2 separate regions of the Sus scrofa genome follow, and region 2 is linked to region 1. A link is a contact called in public HiChIP or PLAC-seq data. All regions are on one chromosome and are shown on one strand. Each heading gives the region's core, a stretch centred on a gene start, on an enhancer-like site or on the middle of the called end of the contact. The rest is flanking DNA. Distances are from core to core; before and after follow the strand shown. Region 1 has its middle 370 kb from the start of PPARGC1A. Region 2 overlaps LOC110262067 (a long non-coding RNA gene).

Evidence for each region. HiChIP or PLAC-seq counts read pairs in DNA pulled down with a chosen protein or histone mark.
Region 2: a contact with region 1 is called in an H3K27ac HiChIP or PLAC-seq map of skeletal muscle, with 4 times the contacts expected there. The contact joins two enhancer-like sites. A contact is called at or near these places in 2 of 47 Hi-C or Micro-C datasets (epiblast stem cells and psoas muscle) and 1 of 2 datasets of contacts at active chromatin or transcription factors (skeletal muscle).

The regions. Positions count from the first base shown.
Region 1 is chr8:17,574,893-17,578,551 of Sscrofa11.1, reverse strand. No RefSeq gene overlaps it. Among named protein-coding and RNA genes, the nearest start is that of PPARGC1A, 370 kb to the left of the region's middle. Within about 2 kb of position 1,386, at least 2 of the 83 cell types and tissues checked have an H3K27ac peak or open chromatin away from gene starts, as enhancers often do. A contact at or near this core is called in skeletal muscle, where this site is marked.
Region 2 is chr8:17,752,719-17,756,374 of Sscrofa11.1, reverse strand. LOC110262067 (a long non-coding RNA gene) reads left to right here. Exons shown (of 3, transcript XR_002346588.1): 2 at 2-1,257. Among named protein-coding and RNA genes, the nearest start is that of PPARGC1A, 190 kb to the left of the region's middle. Within about 2 kb of position 1,379, at least 1 of the 83 cell types and tissues checked has an H3K27ac peak or open chromatin away from gene starts, as enhancers often do. A contact at or near this core is called in skeletal muscle, where this site is marked.

The sequences.
Region 1 (3,659 bases), core at 137-2,636:
CCAAAGGAGTTTAGGGGAGATTTGCAGATCATATAATTTTGTGACTGGAGTTTATGGTTGGCACTGCTTGGTGTGTTAAAACTTAATTGGTGGGAGGATTTGAGGGGTCCAAATAAAGCTATTTAAGGGGTTCAAACAACATTACTAAAGGCAGGAGATGGTTTACATGTTTATCTTGGGAAATTTGTATCTTTCATTTCTCTTTGGAGCTGGTTAAGAGTTGATCTCACTCAGTGGAGCCCTGAGTGTGTGTGTGTGTGTGTGTGTGTGTGTGTGTGTTTGTGTTTGTATATGTGTATGAGTCCGTGTGTGCCTGTGAATGTGTGTAAAGTCCTTTTTTTCTGCACAGCATTCTGTGGATACTGAGTAAATGTCAAATGATCACATGCAGGCAACCTTTCCAGGCTGAACTAATGGAACCTCAAATGAATTTACTTACACTCCTTTGCTCTTGTAAGTTCCAAGTTCAGTCACACCTGACATTCTTTGTATACTTTGACAAAAGCCAGGTCACAGGACAAGTAAAACTCTAATGTAAGCAGAGAAAGACAAAGAAGAAAATTTTTCAAAAGATAACGTAAAAATCTGATAGGAGAAACGACAACTAATTTTAAATGATTTCTACTTGTCCAGCACTTTCTCGTGTGACGAGGCAGGGAGGGAGTCCCAATCTCTCCATTACTGATCTTCAGTCTAAATGAGACATTACGGATGGTTTCTCATAGTTCCAGTGTGTTCTTTATAAAGTGGGATAAACACGCTCTGTTGTGACTTTTGCTGTGGAATAGTACCAGCTCCATTTTTTTCTTTCATTTTACATTTGAGGAAAAGAAGAGTTTTGGAATGAAGTCTAATTCATTAATAAATCTATTCTCTGGATCCTAGTTTACATTTTGTTTAATGAAAGCACTAGGTCTCAAACTCATGAACAAAAAGCAATGAAATCAGTATTTGTCTTTTTTGGTAGTCATTGCAATTTGAAACTTCCATAAGGCAGGCTAGTTTTGTGGTCTGTGCAACTCTAGGAACTGAACGATAATTTTAGAAATAATCAGAATGTAGAAAATTCACACACAGGTAAGAAAACAGAATACAGATTTTCAGCAGCATGTATGCTTGCATGGCTAGCCCAGCTCATCAAGCTGAAATTCTAGGTAAAGACAAACAAAAATAGAGAATTCATGTATATCTAGGACACAGGGGTTAAAGGCAACACTCTTGTTTCCTGAAGAAAACTGCAAACCAACAACCCCCAACTCCGCCAGTAAACTATTCTATTCCAAGTTCCCTCATGGTCAAAAGAGGGCATATTGTAAATCTACTCTGAAAGGCAGACTGAACCTCTGTGAGGTTTGACAACAGAATTTGTAGGGAGGAAAGAGTGCCACCTACTGAATCACCACCTTTTAGATGTTTCTGTCAGCACTTTGATTTTCCTTGGAGTTCTACCAACCCTGGAGCGTGACCTTGCTTAGAAATGAAATCTGACCTCATTACAATGCAAGCTTAGCTTTCTGCAGGCGCATTACAACATCAGCCAGAACCCCTCATCTGCAGATTTCCCCCCAAAGAGCGCAACATTAAGTGAGAGCCACAAGAAAGACAAGCAAGGGGCTACGTAGCACCAAAACAGCAAGAACAGCTGCAAAAGGGGAGCAGGCATCTGCGTAATGATATGTTTAGTCACTAAACACAACTATTTTATCTTAAGATAGACTCAAAATCCACTACACATGTTTATGTAAAGTCTTCTTATTCGCACTCAGAGGAAAGTGCCTGACTAAATGTTTTGTTGCATTGAACTTAATTGTTGACATCTGGAATAGGTTAATGTTAATATTAACCAAAGCATTTGACTAAATAAAATGGTATAGGAAAAAGAATTCTTCAGAAATTGTATTTTATAATAGTAACATAGGTAACTATATAGTTTAATGGAAAAGTTTCTAAGTATGTGTGTGTGTGTATATACGTACATAAAGTAGATACCAGTGATTATGGCCAATACTGATTTTTTACCTTAGTTTAATCTTTTTTTGGGGGTGGGACTTGTCTGTGGCATGCAAAATTTCCCAGGCCAGTGATTGAACCCAAGCCGCAGCAGTGACAATAGTTAATCCTTAACCAATAAGCCACCAGGGAACTCCTAACTTTGTTTAATCTTAAATATTATATCATCTTCTTTGAGTCACATATGCAGGAGATCCTATTCATGTAAAAATTTTATATTACACAGATCCATATGGATATCCATATATACATTTATATATATATGGAGATACATTTACATAGGCTCATGGTTTGACTTCTCAGCCTCTTCATATATTATGAATCATGGGAACACCAGAAAGGATACAAATGTAAAAATATTGACTATCTGTTCTTCTACTGTCTGATTCACTCTGGAGTTTCCCATCATCCATTTTAACATATAATTTATCTTTTATATTTGCCTATGATTGACTAAAAAATATTTTGGGGAACTATAGTTTCCCTAGAGAATAGTATAACTAAATGTAAAAAAATTAAGTCAAAGATAGATATGTACATTAATGTAAGGAAGGGCATGTTCAGATACATTTGCTTGTTTTGTGGCAGACAACAGTGGTGTCTATAATAGAATAAGGAATTCAAAGAAATTATGTAGATTGGCCTTGGGAAACTCAGAAGCATAGGACTGCCTTGAGCTAGATTGAAAAAAAAAAAAAAAAAACCAAAAAACCTTTAACAGAGCATCTTAACCCAATTAAATAGCTATCCCCAGGCATCTTTGCTGTAGTAAGTAATTGAAACCAATGACAAATGTTCTGCTTTCATAGAGGGCATAGTGTTAGAAAAACCTAAACATTTTTCAGCTGTTATTACTTTTTTTTTTCATCTTTGAAAGTACAATATTTGAAAATACTAGAAAAGAAGTGGCTAAAAATACAAGGAGGCGGTCGTGTCAAAAGGGCATAGAAGGCAACAGGAAAGAGCTCCCAGTGACCAAGTCTAGAACTATTTGAACAAAAAAATAATGGAATATTGAATTATAGCCAAACGTATGGTATAAAAATATACATATCCATATGATACAAAAATTATTAAATCAATAAATCAGTAAGTAGAGGAAAATAGACAAATTTTTCCTGCGACACAAAGATACATCCTTACTTTTGAATGTGGATTGGACTTAGTGACTCACTTCCAATGAATAGAATATAAAAAGGGAAAAAAATAGTAACTTTGTAGTGGAGAAAACTGGCAAGCACTACTGTGATCAAATCAATATCATCAATGATGACATACGGATGTCAGGTATTCTCTGATGTGATATGATAAGAAGGATCTTCGCTTCTGTGGTGTTTCTTTCCCAAACCTGTAACCTCATTCTAATCGTGAGATATATCAGATGTCACATTTGAGGAATATTCTGTACAATACTTGACCAGGAGAGCTCAAAACTGCTAAGGTCATGAAAAACTAAGAAAAACTGAGAAAATGTCACAGAACGGATGAAACCAGGAAATATGACAATAAATGCAAAATAGAGGTCTGGATTGGGTCTTTGTAGTCTGGAGTTTAGTTAAAGGGTAATATGCCAACTTTAGCTTCCTAGTTTTAAAGTGTAAGATGATAATGTAAAATGATAACATTAGGAGAAACTAAAACTGGGCAAT
Region 2 (3,656 bases), core at 130-2,629, 180 kb before region 1:
GATGAAGAAATTGAGTCAATAAAGAGGTTGAGTAACTTGCTTAAATCCTCATCGATGGTAAGTGAGATACACAGGGCTTGAGCCCTCCTATTCTTATTCCAGACTGTATCATTAACAATGCCACCAGGACCATCCTACCTCTGGACCACACGGTCTCTTCCAGGACCATCCTTCCTACCTCTGGACGATCTTCTGGAAGTCACCAGGGTCTCAGCGGACAGGGTCTCTGGCCTCCTACTTCTGCTTTGCCCTTCTTGCAACCTAGCTCCTCTTAATAGTTCTGATTCTCTCTAGGTCTGTCTGCTTCCCTCACCAAAAACTCATTGATCCTTCCATCCATGAATATTTCTGAACTATGCCCATTTGCTTACACTCTCCTTTCTCATAACCTCAGCACTTCTTCATGCCTTTGCTTAACATCATGGCTTCTCTCTGTAAATCCTGTCAGTTTCGATTCTTGCCACTAGCTCCCTGAATTTTTCAGGCTTCCAGCTAGAGTCTGTCAGACTCTTCGAAGTAGTTCAGATTTAGGCACCTGCCAGGTCATAATTCTTGGCTGCCTCATAGGTCACCTGTGTTGAGCCTGGTGACCAACGGCAGGATCCTCTGTGGCCAAGGTAGCCAAGCCTTATGGTGGAATCAGTGTTGCCTAAGGATTCTCGGCGTTAAATGCTGGATTATGGCTGTTTGCTTAGAAAAGGTTATGGACATGGCAGGAATCCCAATTAATAGCTACAGCATTATTGTCTACAGTGAGCTGGGCATCGCACAAGACACTTAGACACATTGGATAATGGGATTTTGATGCTTCGAGGTGGACATTATCACCGTTTCCATTCTATAGACAGATACTGAGTCTCTAAACTTGCCCAATGGTCCATGATTAGAAAATAGCAGAGCAACTATTCAGACTCCCTTGACATTTTTACTCCACTAAACCACAAGTTTCCTTTGCACATGTTTATTTTATTTAAAACCCTCTGCTCCCTTTCTACCTGAAATAAATAGAACACTTGAAAGTCACCACTACTGTCAATATTAGAGACATGTCAAATGCTGTCACTTAGTCAGGAAAGCTGCTTTGGAGTAACTGTGTAATATTATACAACATGACAAGTTCTCATCCACAGTGGCAACATTAAAGCCAGGAGCATGTGGCTCGTGCAAAACCCCAAAGCCATTAGCTGAAAGACTGAGGAATTCCCCACCCAACCCAATATGATCTCAGCCCTGGAAAGTAGAGGCCACTCGGAGCGGGTAGGTTATTTTCATTCATGGGAAAATGTGTGCCGACATTTGCTTTCTGTTCTGGAGCTTGCTGGGCATGTTAACTTCTCAGTGTGGATTGGATGAGGGAAGTGAGAAGCAAACAGCAAATTCTTGGCAGCCAGAGACAGGCAGGCAACAGAGAGGAAGGGAGAAAAGCTGTCAGGGGACTCTGGGGGAGTCACTTGACTCTTGTGCTGTTTTTGTCATTTTTATTCAGTCATCAGCATGCTGTTTGCAGGCTTGAGATTTTCTTAACAAACGAAGGGTGAGAGGGAATCCTAAAAATGAAAAGACTGGAAGGGTCATCTAATTTTCTACCTTTGTCCTGATGGTCACTGCCACGGACGACAGGCTTTTAGCAGTTAAGATACTTTTACGAACAAGAATGTCCCAGTTATAGAAAAACCCATTTAAGTGGCACAAAAGATTTTTTTTTAAAAAAATCAAAATTCTGCACGACTTATTGGCCCCAAGTTAGAGAAGATTTAAAATGGGGTTTAGTACATTTGCTTCTCCATGTTTGTTTTCTGTAGTGTTGGCTTAATCTAAAGGCTGATTTTTCCTTCCGTTCCCAATTTGGCAGCCAACAGTGTTGAGGCTGCATGTCTTGGTTCCGGAAGAGAGAGCACCACTGATCTTCTTTAACTTACCGTGAGACTAAGTCCTGATAACCCCATCATAATTTGAAAATATCATAAATTGAAAATACATTTAATACACCTAACTTACCAAACATGATAGTTTAGCTCCTTCTGCTTTAAACGTGGTCAGAACATGTAGATTAATCATCTAATATAAGCCTATTTTATAATAAAGTGTGGACTATCTCATGTGATTTGTTAAATATTGTACTGAAAGTGAAAACAGAGTGGGTGTCTGGGGACGCAATTGTTATAACTGGATCGGTTCTTTATTCTCAGGATCGCATGGTTGACTGGGAGCTGCCACTGCCCAGTGTCACCACAGAGGGCTGTACCACATAGTATTGGAAGGGGAAAAAAAATAAAATTCAAAATTCAAAGTTTCCTAGTTTTCTATTGCATGTGGATCACTTCCACATTCTCATAAAAGTAAAAAAATTAAGTCAAACCATCATAAGTCAGAACAATTTGTATTCCCAGTAGTTCTCCTAAAGGAGCAAAGAAGATGCGCTTCCCGAAGCCCAGCCCAGAAGTTTTCTGGCCACATTTGCTCCACTTGAGTCCTCTCTTTATTTTTTTTTTTAAATTTTGTCATTAATTTTTGCATGTTTTTTTATTTTATAAAGTTTTATTGAAGTATAGTTGATTCACAAGGTTGTGATAATTTCTGCTGTACAACAAAGTGATTCAGTTATACATGTACACACATCCATTCTTTTTCAGACGCTTTTCTCACATAGATGATTGCAGGACATCAGGCAGAGTTCTCTGTGCTCTACAGCAGGTCCCCACTGGACAATCATTCCATATATTCAGGGTGCATGTGCCAATCCCAAACTCCCAGTCCTATGCCTCGTCCTAATCCAATGACTATGGCCAAGTGAAAGGGTTTTTCTGATTCACTTAAGTTAATTAAGAATCATCCTTGGAGCTGAGGACAAGTCATCTCACTCAAACTCCAGGCTAAAAGTAGGGGAAAGTGTAGTTTTCCAGAAATCCTGGGAACCACTAGGGGAGGAAACAAGTTCAGGGTAGCAATGATGGATCCCAGGAGGCCCTTGTCAAATCTCAGCTGAGCTGTTGCAAGCCTGCTCATTGGGCCCCCTGCCTCTAGGATTGCCACATTTGGTCCACTTTTGACTCTGCTCCTGATGACAAGCAAAGGAAACTTAAGCAGCTCACATGGCATACAGAGTTCTCAATGAATTTTTCCCACCTATCTTCTAGTTTCTCTTCTATCTCCTCTCCGCAATGAACAAGATGAAGCTCCCTAAACATTTTTCCAGGCTTCTCCATATAACTCTTCCTCCTTCTTCAATTCCACTTTCCCCTGGAGGCCTTTTCTAACCTTACTATCTTGGGAGAACTTTGCTTCACCTACTCTGTGCTTTCATGGCAATCTTTGTTTAACCCCCATCCTAGAAACATTCGACTGCATTGATTTGCTTTTGCTTTTCCCTCTCAAGAATGTAAGCTCTCCAGAAGAAAGGCCCACAGCTCAGCATCTGTAGATTCTGGGACTCCACGTGTTATCATATAAGCATTCAGTCACTTAAAGCATGTTTACTGAATGCTTACAATTTTCTAGTGAAATTTGCCAGACAGTGAGTGCATGCACAGGACAAGCAGAACACAAATTCACACCCAGGTCCATACAGTCCTACAGCCTACTCATTAAAAGAATACATGAATGATGAATAAAAAAATGTGAGAAGGAGTGTGAGGGGTCTTCCAACATCCAAGAAG